2 separate regions of the Gossypium arboreum genome follow, and region 1 is linked to region 2. The links are chromatin contacts, called in public Hi-C maps. All regions are on one chromosome and are shown on one strand. The core of a region is the stretch at or near the end of the contact, and the rest is flanking DNA. Distances in the headings are between cores, read along the strand shown.

Region 1 (5,996 bases), core at 27-2,526, 280 kb after region 2:
AAGCCATTAGGCTACATTCTCATAAACATGCATGGTGAAATATGGTTGATTAATGATCATAATTAAAGTAGATATATCAATAATGACCAGTTGTTGTGAGTTCAACTTAACAGTAACATATCATTAAAGAAGATTTTTCAACAGTATTGATGTACGTCAAGTGTTGGAAATTAATTTTTCAATTAGATACCTCGAGATCTGTTGTTAAACAAAGTTCAGACTTCAGATTCTTCCTAGTTCTCAGTTTTTGAGACGATAACTTTTTTTTTTTAAACTTACCGACCGAGAAAAAAACCCCATAAAACTCATTTCTTAGGCACTAATGAATTGGTAGTAAAGATTAATTACATTTCTTGAAATTCGAGACCCAAAATTAAAACTCATTTCAGAAGCTTATGTCACCTGTTCTGACAGTTTTTGTTAACTTAGACGAAACTTGAAACAGTAGTGTTCAAAGTCGCTTTGAGCTTTTTTTTTATTATTTTTTTTATTACCTTAATAACCGAACTGCAGTTCCCAGATTTGGGGTTCAGTTTGGGTTTCAGATCGGAATCGTTGGTCAAATCCTTTCTCTTCAACTCCATCCCAACCCCAATCCCTCCTCTTTCTTTCAACAGTTTCCCAAGCTTCGTGCACTTCTTTGCCGCAAACTCTTTCATAACATCTACTAAAAGAAAACAAATTAAACGAAAGGCAAAAACTATAGACGTAAAAAGATTTAAGAGAATAAATTACCTTCAAAGCTAATGAGTCGATAGATATGGCCGACTAATAGTGTGTCATCTGGTTTTAAAAGCTTGAGTTGCTTCAAAGGCATCCCATGTTGGGTTTTCAACGTGGGCGAGGTTAGCACAAGTGCAATGTAATGCCCTGGATTTGAGGTCATGATTTCATTGACACTAACAGGGTGGTAAATCCTCTCGATCTTGTTCCCTGGGTGGTGAATAACCACGGTTGCTGCTTCAGCTGCTTGGCAATTTCCCATATCTTTACAGCACAACGTAGTTACACTCGGAAACAATGAGCGTACTACTGTTGAATGGAACAGACTTTGAGGTTATATATACACGTTAAAGTGAAATAAAGCAGAGAAGTTTTAGGCCATGGGAAAAGCAAAGGAAAATGGCTGATCTTCGGTGCCTATATGATATCAGCAAGTACTTGATGATGAAAAAGGGAGCGTAAATGTGGAAGAGAGAGGACAGTTTTTTTAGGGGTGTTAGGTCAGAAAAGTGAAAGCCCAAATAATAGTCCACACCCTTAACCCAAGCTTCTAAAATATGTATGTGAAAGATATTTAATATGGGACGATTTATATAATTTAAATAATTGAAATATGTTTAATTGTTTATTTTTTATTAGATAATTTCAATAGTTATATATATTAATAATGTATATTAATAATAGAATTTATATGATGACTTGATGGTTAATGATGTTTACCGCTTCAAACGTGATCTGTGTTTGATTATGAAAACGTGTAAATTTGATTAATTAAAGATATTTGATATTAACTTTGCTTAAACAGTTTCCTAAATTTAGAAAAGAGAAAAAAAAAAATTTGGTTAGTTAAATTTATTGGCATGATGTACATGAATATGGTCCAAAACTAGGAATCTTAGTACACAGGGAGTCCTAAAATTTGTCCAAACCTTAGGACAAATAGCTAATTTACAGGCTATTTATTTGAGTGTGCAGGATTTTTGGGCTCAATCCTTAACTTTGACCTACTTGTATGTTTAACTCCACAGGTTCACCTCAAGCTTAGGACAAATAGGTAATTTACTTGAAGAGGCTTTGTTTTTCCGTTTACATATATTTTAAAAGGTATGGGTGGGTCTCTTAAACCATTTTCTATTAAAAAGTTAAATATTAAGCAAAAGTTTTTTTATTTTTATTGTTATTATATATTTTATTTTTTAATAATTTAATTAATCATCAATAAGTAACTATATGAGCAATAAAAAAATAGATATACATATAATTAGTAGATGTTTAATAAATTCATTAATAAAATTATTTATATATGAATTTAATTTAATATAGTTAATGTTCATTTTAATTATAATTTCATCATTATCGTTAAAATTCTAAATATATATATATATCATTATTGATTTTAATTTCACCGTTATAGTATTCAATCTTACTTTATAATAACTAAACTCACTGCCACTGTTGTTTTTACTTTGATCAGAGTCAATCTCACTATCCATCCAAAAGGAACCTAATAGTCATTGTACTTTTATTTTCAAAATTTAGTCCTATTTTTAGATTTCAAAATTCAAGATCGATTATTAACACTGTTAATTTTTTCATTAAAATTGTTGGTGTGACATTTTGAATAAAAATATTCACTTGGTAAGAATATAACTAAAAAGGAAACATTGTAATGATCATAAATTTAACAAAATAATTTTAACAGTATTAACAATTTGACTTGAATTTTAAAATCTAAACAATAGAAAAACTAAATTCCTAAAAATAAAAATATAAAATTCAAATTCTAAATCTACAAAAACTAGAAAGATTATGATATATTTTAACCTTATATTTTTAAAGACATTAACAACGCCAACTTATCGAGAAAGTGACATGTGTAATTAACTTATAAAAATGACATTAAATTACTTTAAATTATTTAATTAAATTCATTTAATAAATAAAATACACTAAAAAATTCATTTAATATATTTCTCTTCTTTAATTTTTTTACCCTGAACTAAAAAATTGTTTGGATTCTTTCATATGGATCTCTCATTCACTTCAGTTCATTTTACCATGTGAAAAATAAAATTTTTAGGTGTTTTAGATTTTCGTTTAAGGGAAATAGATACAGGGTTACTCTTTACAAAAAAAATTTCCGAACTCACCATTTAAAAAAATTGTTTTTACATCCATTTGATGGATTCTCTAATCATTGATGACAATAACTGTAATTAGAACTTCTATTAATGTTATTTTACTCACATGAGATAGTATATCAAAAAAAAATGTCCTCTTTTTGTCTACAAATCAAAATCAAAAGAAGATAAAGCTTCATCTAAAGTGATAGTATCTTTTTAAACATTAAACATGTGACAATTAGGGACAAAGTTTTTTTTTTCTATTATTCTTTTCTTACTTCTTTTAGGTTCACTCAGAAATTCATTTTCATTTTGGGGTTGATAAGCATGTTGGAACCTTTAGTTGATAATTGCTTAAGAAAAACAAAGCACATAAGTGATGGTTGCATTCAAGCCATTAAAGATGGAACTACGAGAAACACAACAAAAACAAGGCATACAAAATTGTTTATGCAGTTTAGTTTCTCTACGCCTGCGGAGCCTAACTCGATGAGAAAATCCGTTATCTTTAATCCTAACACAACAAGTGGTTTAAGTCCTATCAGCACGACAAATTCTCTTAATTCCAGGATGCCAAAAAATACTCGAATATCTTCATTAAGGCCATCCTCAAACCTCTTGCACATGGTGGCTTTGGTAGACACGCACTCCCGAGCGTACTTACTGAGTCTCACGAACTCACGCTTATACTCTATTACTGTCATTTCGCCTTGCTTCAATTTTAAAATTCCTTCCTCTTTTGATCTATAAACCTCTAACTGATGTACTTTTTCCGAAACTCTTCTTGGAAGAATTCCAAAGTTACTCACTCTTTCGGTATAACAGAAACGAGAGTATTCCACCATTGGTAGGCTGAGTCTCGCAGGAGTGACACTGCACATTTTACGCACCCTACAGGCATGCATGATAGCTCATCAAATACTCTAATGGTATTTTCTAACCAGACTCTACCCTCTTAAGGTCATCATCTACATTAGCTCGGAATTCCTCGGCCCTATGCTTCTGAATTTTGTCTACTGAAGGTTTTTCCCTCCTAATCATGTCTACTCCTTGCGGGGCTACAGGGGCATACTGAGGAAACGGGAGAGGTGGGGGAGGTGAAGTGCTCAGATTTGCACAAACAAGCTCCGTGTACCAAGCGTCCATCATTCGGAGGTAGACTTCTCTAGCCCCTCTACCCTGACCCATAGTAACAGGTTCACTACTATTGGCGCGGCTCCTTCGGTGGGAGTCGGCGCGTTACTTTCCATGTCATCCAACGTGGTTCTATCGGGATCCATTCACTATACATAAAAAAACATAATTTATAATCATCAGAAATCGTTACACTATCAATAAACAATTATGGCATGTATAGCTAGACTTGTACTCTTGGTAGGTTAGTCCTAGAGCCGACTAAATCATATCTCTTATACTATTAAATGTAACACCCCATACCCGTAACCCACGTCAGGGCAGAGTACGTGGCATTACCTAACTTGATCCCATTTACTCGAACAACCCCAAGTCGCCGAGACTCTGTCCAAGTTAAAACCTTTTTAATTTCTACTTTAAACTACTTGTTAGGGGCTTACGAGCCCTAAATCTATCATTGAAAACTATTCAGAAACATATCGGGGGTTTCAAACCTACCTTAAGAAATTTTCCTTTAAAACAGGGCACATGTCCGTGTGAAAAGTGACACGCCCGTGTGATTGGCTTGACCTGGCCATGTTGGTGGCCCATGTGGCTCACACGGCCTGGTGTCTATCGAAACACACCTATGTCCCTAGCTCGTGCGAAATTTAAATTTTGTTCAAGGTACAGTGGTTTTCACACGGCCTGACACACGCCCGTGTGCCTGGCCCGTGTCCCTCTCACGGCCTCGACACGCCCGTGACCTGGCCCGTGTCTAAGAGCTTGGGTATTCTGTTTCTAACGTCAGCATACCCAACATGCCAAACGGCCATAGCACTCGCCCATGTGCTAGGCCATGTTATCCACACGGCTGAGACATATGGCTGTGTCTCTGCCCATGCGTTTAATACCATGCATACTGACTTGAAATTTTTACGTGTAGGGGACACACGACTGGACTACATGCCCATGGGGCTGGCTGTGTTTCACACACGGCCTAGACACACGCCCGTGTGTCTACCCGTGTGGACAATATAAGGCTATTTTCCAAGCCTCATTGCCACCCTTTCTTACATATTTTCATGCTATAACCAACCAATACCAAAACAAGCATAATTTTCATAATCAATTCAACCACAATAGACATTCATGCAACCATGAAGATGCATCTTCTATAAATTCAAAAGGAATATTAGCCATCATTCAAGGCTTAATACAAAGTGTGAGATCTATCCCAAGCCAATTTATTTGGCCAATGCTTAAGGATACAAAATAATAAAGTCTAGACCCTACACATGCCATATTCAAAAATATAAATCCAACTATACCGAGTGTTTTGGATGATAGTCTGATCGATATCTCTGACGTTTGATGATCCTTGAGCCAATTAGGCGGCATTGTAAAAAAAATGGAAAGGAAGAGGGAGTAGGCATAAAAGCATAGTAAGGTGCATATAAATAAATATACAACAACAATTTCATCAATGATCAACATATTTATGACTCAAAGGTAAGCATAGATGTAACTTACTCATTACCATCCATACAAGTCACATAATATATATATATTGACCTCATATCTCATAAATACCAATTAGGTACCTGTACCATTCACAACACGGTTATACATTCCTCATTAATACAAAACATAACGTTCTTCGTTGAACCATTCGGAGTATCACCGGATATTTATTAAGCCTCAAACATGGGTAAGGTGATGATGCCATGTCCCAGACATGGTCTTACACTGGCTCATATCTCAATTCGATGCCATGTCCCAGACATGGTCTTACTCTGACTATCATCTCGTAGCCGAAGCATGTCCCATACATGTTTTACACTAGCTTACATCTCGAGGCTAATGCATGTCCTAGACATGTCTTACACTAGCACTTGTCTCAATGTCGATGCCATGTCCCGGACATAGTCTTACACTGGCTCTCATAATGTGGCTGATGCATGTCCCATACATGTCTTACACTAGCTCACACAAGTGACCCGAATGTCACGGCATGAATATCCGGTTTATTTCTTA
Region 2 (5,767 bases), core at 1,770-4,269:
ATTTAGATTTGGTTAAGTAGACCAGAATTTATTTATTTTAGATTATTTACTTAAGCTTAAAATAATTCTAAATTGTATAATATCTTAAAAGGATTATAGTGAGACGAGAAAGACTTTTAAGTCTTCAAGATGTAATGTATCAAGAAATCATTATTAATCTTCATGGATGTTAATACCAATAAGTTTCATTGATGTCAGTCTACTTTGTAAAGGTGATATCTAGTCTTATAAGTTGTCTCACATTGAGCATTAACAGCTTCCATATAATCCTTAACTTTCTCATAATTCAATATTGACCTGCAATATTATGTGAGATACAATTGGGTCACTTCTATCTTTTGTATAAAGTGATCTCAACTTGAGTACTCCCAACATTAGCCATCAATGACTTCTCTTTTTGGAGAGAACAATCAAAGTCAATACACCATGATATAGTAAGACAACCTCTTTCCATTTGTTATAATTATCATCACTCAAGTAAAAAATTTATACATTGTTATCAGAGAATAAACAAATATACTTACTTAATAACATTTGAAGTACAATCCATCAAACAAAATGATGAGTTAATCAATGCAAAATCATATAATAAATAGTAAATGAATCAACATATAATAAAATCTTTAAGACAATACATAATATGATTCATTTTCTTTTAGGGGTGAAACTATTACTTATACTTTATAATGCTTGTGGGTTAATTAAAAAAAATAGCATTTATTTCATCCTAAGTAATCAAGAAAGTATTATTCTTTGTTATAGGTAAAATAAATGTATTAACATGATTAATTAGATGTTATTTACCTGATAATTAGAATATCACTACTTAATGCATATAGATGTTGTGAATAGTCTAAAATACTTAAGTGTACACAATCATATGACATCAAAAGATAAATTATTAATATTATATTTAAACATGGCATATAACAAAATAATACAACTAGAGAAAAACATCATATGAGCCATAAGATGCTAGAAAACACCCTATTACTTATATGTCTCACCCATCGTCAAACCTTCAAATAGGGCCCATGCCCCCCGCGCCCCCAACACCTTGCACTGTCCATGCATTGTTACGTGTTCATCAATCCTCGATCAACGTTTTAATTTCATTATTGATTTTGATTTGACTTGATATTATCTAATTTGATTGACTTGAACAGCTTTAACTCGATTTGATTTGGTTCATTAACTTGGACCGATTTAGCTTGACCTTCAATTTTAATGGGTTTAAGTTTTTCTCAAAAGATATTAGCCTTATCCTAATAAAAGGATAACGAGTTGGACTTGGAATTTCTAATAACTTAGGGGTGTTTTAATGAAATTTTCTAAATATTGATTGAAGATAGGTTATAAATTAAAAATATTAAGGGTTGTAATGATTGAATTTGGCCATTTTTCTTATTACCTAATGTTGAAAAATACACAATAATGGTAAAAAATCATCAGATATCACAACTATAAAAAAGCTAAGCCCAATACACAATTTTATGCATAAATTCCAAATCAAGTATGAAGAACCTTAAACATATTTCATATAATCTAAGATATGTAAAAAAAAAATCAAAGAGACATGGGTAGGTAAAGATTAAACGAGGCTTTGATAGATTCAAAAATAAAATATGAATCAATACATGATAACCTCCACCCACAACACTTAGAATAAAAAAATTGCTCAAAAAACTTCCAAAGCACTATGAAAATCGAATGGGTTGAAGGTTTATGTATATTAGCAACCTCTACAAAACGAAGGGAAGGAGAGTGTTATCATTTCAAAATTTTAACTCACTTAAATTTCACCTTCAACTATACTCCATTTTCAACATTTTATGCTTTGCACCCATATTTATCTAAGTCAGTTCAATTTTGTAATAATGTTAAAAAAGTCAATTGACATTAAAATGTGCTACGTCATACCTCCAACCATTTAAAACGTGATACTTGACATTTATATTTATTGAAATAAAAAATATATATAATTTAAGAAATTCAAAATAAAAACTTAGATTTGAATAATCAAAATCCCAATCCAAACAAAAATAATTTAAATTTAAATAATCTAAATCTGAAATTATTGAAAAATCTCAAAAATAAAATTAATTTGATATAAATTGGCCTCCAAATTTGGATGTATCCTAAATAGGGATGACAATTTGATTTATAGATTCAGATATTTTCAAATATCCAATCTGTTTTATGTATTTAGATATTATGGATTTAAATACTATTTATATTCAATTTCAAAATCATTATCTAATGCGGATTCGAGTAATTGTAAATAGATATCCAAGATATTCTTTACTCAAATCAACATTGCTTATTTGAATAACAAATGTATATTTAGATTTAAATATTTGAATTCACTTATTATAAAATACTTATAATTATAATTTTAAATATAAATTTTAAAAAATGATTTTATCGTTCTTTGAATTTAAATATATGACGAATGATAATATTTAATTAGATTTGAATTCAAATAATAATAATTAAATAATTTAGGATAATTAACAAAATTAAATTTTTAGATAAATTTACCAATTCAAATATTTTATCGCAATCATTCCTATTCCTTTGTGCATGACGTCAATTCTTTTTATTATAAAATTATAATGTGTGGCAATGGTATTAGTAGCGATATTCTTTCTATACCCGAGCTTAATGCAGACGTGGAGTCCACGTTGCAGCAGCGTGGATATTCCACGTACAGTAGTTTAAAACAGATTAATTACACGTCACAACTCAGAATGAATAGTGCTTCAAGATTTGTGCAGAGCCAGGATTAGAAACTTGCCTTATTTCTTTATTTTTGGTCAGCTGCCCCAGACTCACCTTCCTTATACGCACCGCTCCCTTCCCTGCCCGCTGCCCTAATGCTGCTGGCTTTGGCACCACTCCAAAATGTTGCCCTAGAAGCACCCTCTATAAAACCTTCATATCTCTGACCTGCACTCTCATTGCCTCCCTTTTTCTTTTCCTCCTTTGCAGTAATCAATAAGGTCTCTGGGTTTTGTGTATTCTTTTTCAAAGCTTTTAAGTGTCTTCACTCCTCTCATACGTTTTATGAAAGTGCAAAAAACTTCCATCCGCTTGTGATAAAGTACCAAGTTGAGCAAAGCGGCCATATTTTGCACAGATTGAGTAAAGAAAGTAGTCAATAATCTACTTGTGCTTTTTTCATCTAAATGGGTTTATATTGTTTTTCGGACATTTATGTAAACCTATTTGTGATTATAGCAAACACCTGTTTACATTTCAGATATTAATAGCTTTTCTATTCAACTCATTGAAACTTTTGGGAGGGAGGCAGATTCTATTTTAGGAAGGTGGGACAAAGTGAAAATTTGATCTCTTTTTTACAAAAGTGGGTTATTTTATTTAATTAATTAATTACGTAAATGATTCAAATTTAAAAATAATTATTTAAATAACTAATAAAATTATAGGAAGAGACGGTTGGCACCATTATTTTTTTATTAAAAAATATTTTTTGAGTTTTGGACATTAGATAGTTGGTAATTCTGTATTTTTTGTATTTTTGAAAATTTTTTTGAATATTGACACATTGATGATTAATACTCTTTTATCTAATTAAAAATTATTTTTGGGAGGGTCAAAGTTTCACCAATAAAGACCTAAATTCACTTAATAAAAGGATAAGAATATTGTAATTTAACTCTTCCATATTTTCTTAAATCTTTTTATTTCTCAAATTTAATTACATGTTTTATATTTTAAGTAATCAAATTTAGGAAATAAAAAGATGAGAAAACATAGAGGGGTTAATGTTGTAATATTTTATCTCTTTTGTTGGGTGAGTTTGAGCCTTTGTTGTTCGGCATCTAACCTCTAAAAAAATAAATTTTTAATCAAATAAAAGGAGTCGGCCATTAGTGTGTCAGTACCCAAAAAAATAAGTGTCGGTCATTTAATGTTTAAAATTTTAAAAATTATCTTTTTGGTGCCAGTCATCTAGTCTCTATAATTAAATTTTATTATTCATTTTAAATTATTTAAATAAATATTCATGGTTCAGGGTCATTTACATAATTAATTATTATTTTTGAATTATTTAAGTAAAATAACAGCAAAAGACGAGTACTTCTCCTCTAATTACTTAAAAGATAATATTGCAAAAGATTTTTTATTGGAGGGGATGCATGCCAAAAAAGGAAAATGGGTCCAATTTTTGTATGCTTTATTTCTTGGCCTGCCAAGATTAGATTAATATTGGTGGTGTACAGTAATCACAGTTCATCCTTATCTCATTACTAAAATGGGTAAAAGGTGTTATGATTTGTGTATTTTAACACTTTAAATTTGGCTTTTACCATTGAAACTACCTTCTTTAAATAATAAAAATAATTATTTGATACACTTTTACTAAAATATTTTAGATTTTACAATTAAGTTGAAGGCGTGGTAAATATTAATTTTATTTATTTTCATAATATATTTGTCAAATTTTTATGAAAAAAGTGATTGGTGTATCAAATAATTTTGATAAAAATAAAAAGTTGGATAAAACACTTAACAAAAAAGTTTATGAAAACAGAAAAGTAAAATAAATGTGGTTAAGCATTAAAAAATTTATGAAAATAGAATTTTTGAGTTTGATTTTAATATTTTAATTTTATTAATATTTTAATTTTTAAATTATACTGCTTTTTTATATAGGTAATTAAATTCTTTTCTTTAAATATGGACTTGAACTTTATTTTTTTTAATTTTAAGTTCAAATACCTAACTCTATTTGTAAAATAATTTTCAATCAATCTAGGTTCGACATGTGTTCAGTCGGATATTTAAATAAAATAAGTTATTTGTGAAAAAAAAAATAGATAAAGAAATAAAATATTATAAATGCAATTTTTTATCAATCTATTCGATGGGTATTTCCTTGTTGCTAATATTCATTCCTTGGTTGAGATTATTATTATCAGCCGTACTTGAATGGACTACTTCGGTTGAGTAACAAAAACAAGAACTATTCAACACCGGAGTAGTCGTCGAAAAATTAATAGATATAGAAGAAAATGCACTTCCGCACTAGTTATTATTTTGGAGAAGAGAATTTGTTTTCTAGAATGTGGAACTCTAAAGCTTTAAATGCAAGTTGGTATTTGGAACTCGGATTAGCCATGTAGGAGGTGAGTTCATCGGAGTTGGATATATCAAAGCTGGAATTCGACTTATACCCAAATCGAGAGTGATATGGTCGATATTTAGGACGTTTGCTCGAGTTGAGGGATTCCTCAATCTTGGCTTGATAGAGGCTTCTCAACCTTTCCTTCTGTTCTAGCTCTTTCAAGGCCAATTGAAGAGGGTCTTGGGAAAGACCCATTGAGAGAAGAAGGTGGTAAAGAGTTTGCTATTGTTTAGAGGTGAGGAATATAACAGTCCGTTTTTAGGTCAAATCAGAACAGTGATTTCAGGATCACAAATCTGAAGTCAAAATATTTATTTTATTATTTTAATAAGGTTTACAACATGATAGATTAATTACGTGAAAGTTTTGTAAAGAAATTTTACCGTTTAAATGCTTAATTCGTTAATAAAGACTAAATTGCGTAAAGTGTAAAATTAGGGTTCTACTTGATAAAAGCATTATATGACTATGAACTTGAACTTTGAAATATGGGAGTACTTGCATGGTAATTAGTCCTTATGACATAGTGGAAGTGGTTGGCTTGGTATTTTTGAAATTATTAAATGTTTTAAAGGTTAAAATGGTAAATAGGTAATTAATGTTAAAATCAATAAA

Evidence for each region. Hi-C and Micro-C count contacts between places; a contact is called where the count stands out from the background.
Region 1: a Hi-C map of leaf shows a contact between it and region 2, with 1.9 times the contacts expected there. The contact joins the promoter of LOC108471287 here to the enhancer-like site in region 2. A contact is called at or near these places in 2 of 5 Hi-C or Micro-C datasets (both in leaf).

Annotation. Positions count from the first base shown.
Region 1 is chr11:41,532,050-41,538,045 of ASM2569848v2, forward strand. It overlaps LOC108471287, which reads right to left and starts at 1,277. Exons shown (of 3, transcript XM_053021079.1): 1 at 736-1,277; 2 at 495-667. The coding sequence starts at 985.
Region 2 is chr11:41,248,777-41,254,543 of ASM2569848v2, forward strand. No RefSeq gene overlaps it. Among protein-coding and RNA genes, the nearest start is that of LOC108473593, 8.7 kb to the left of the region's middle. Within about 2 kb of position 3,020, at least 2 of the 2 cell types and tissues checked have an H3K27ac peak or open chromatin away from gene starts, as enhancers often do. A contact at or near this core is called in leaf, where this site is marked.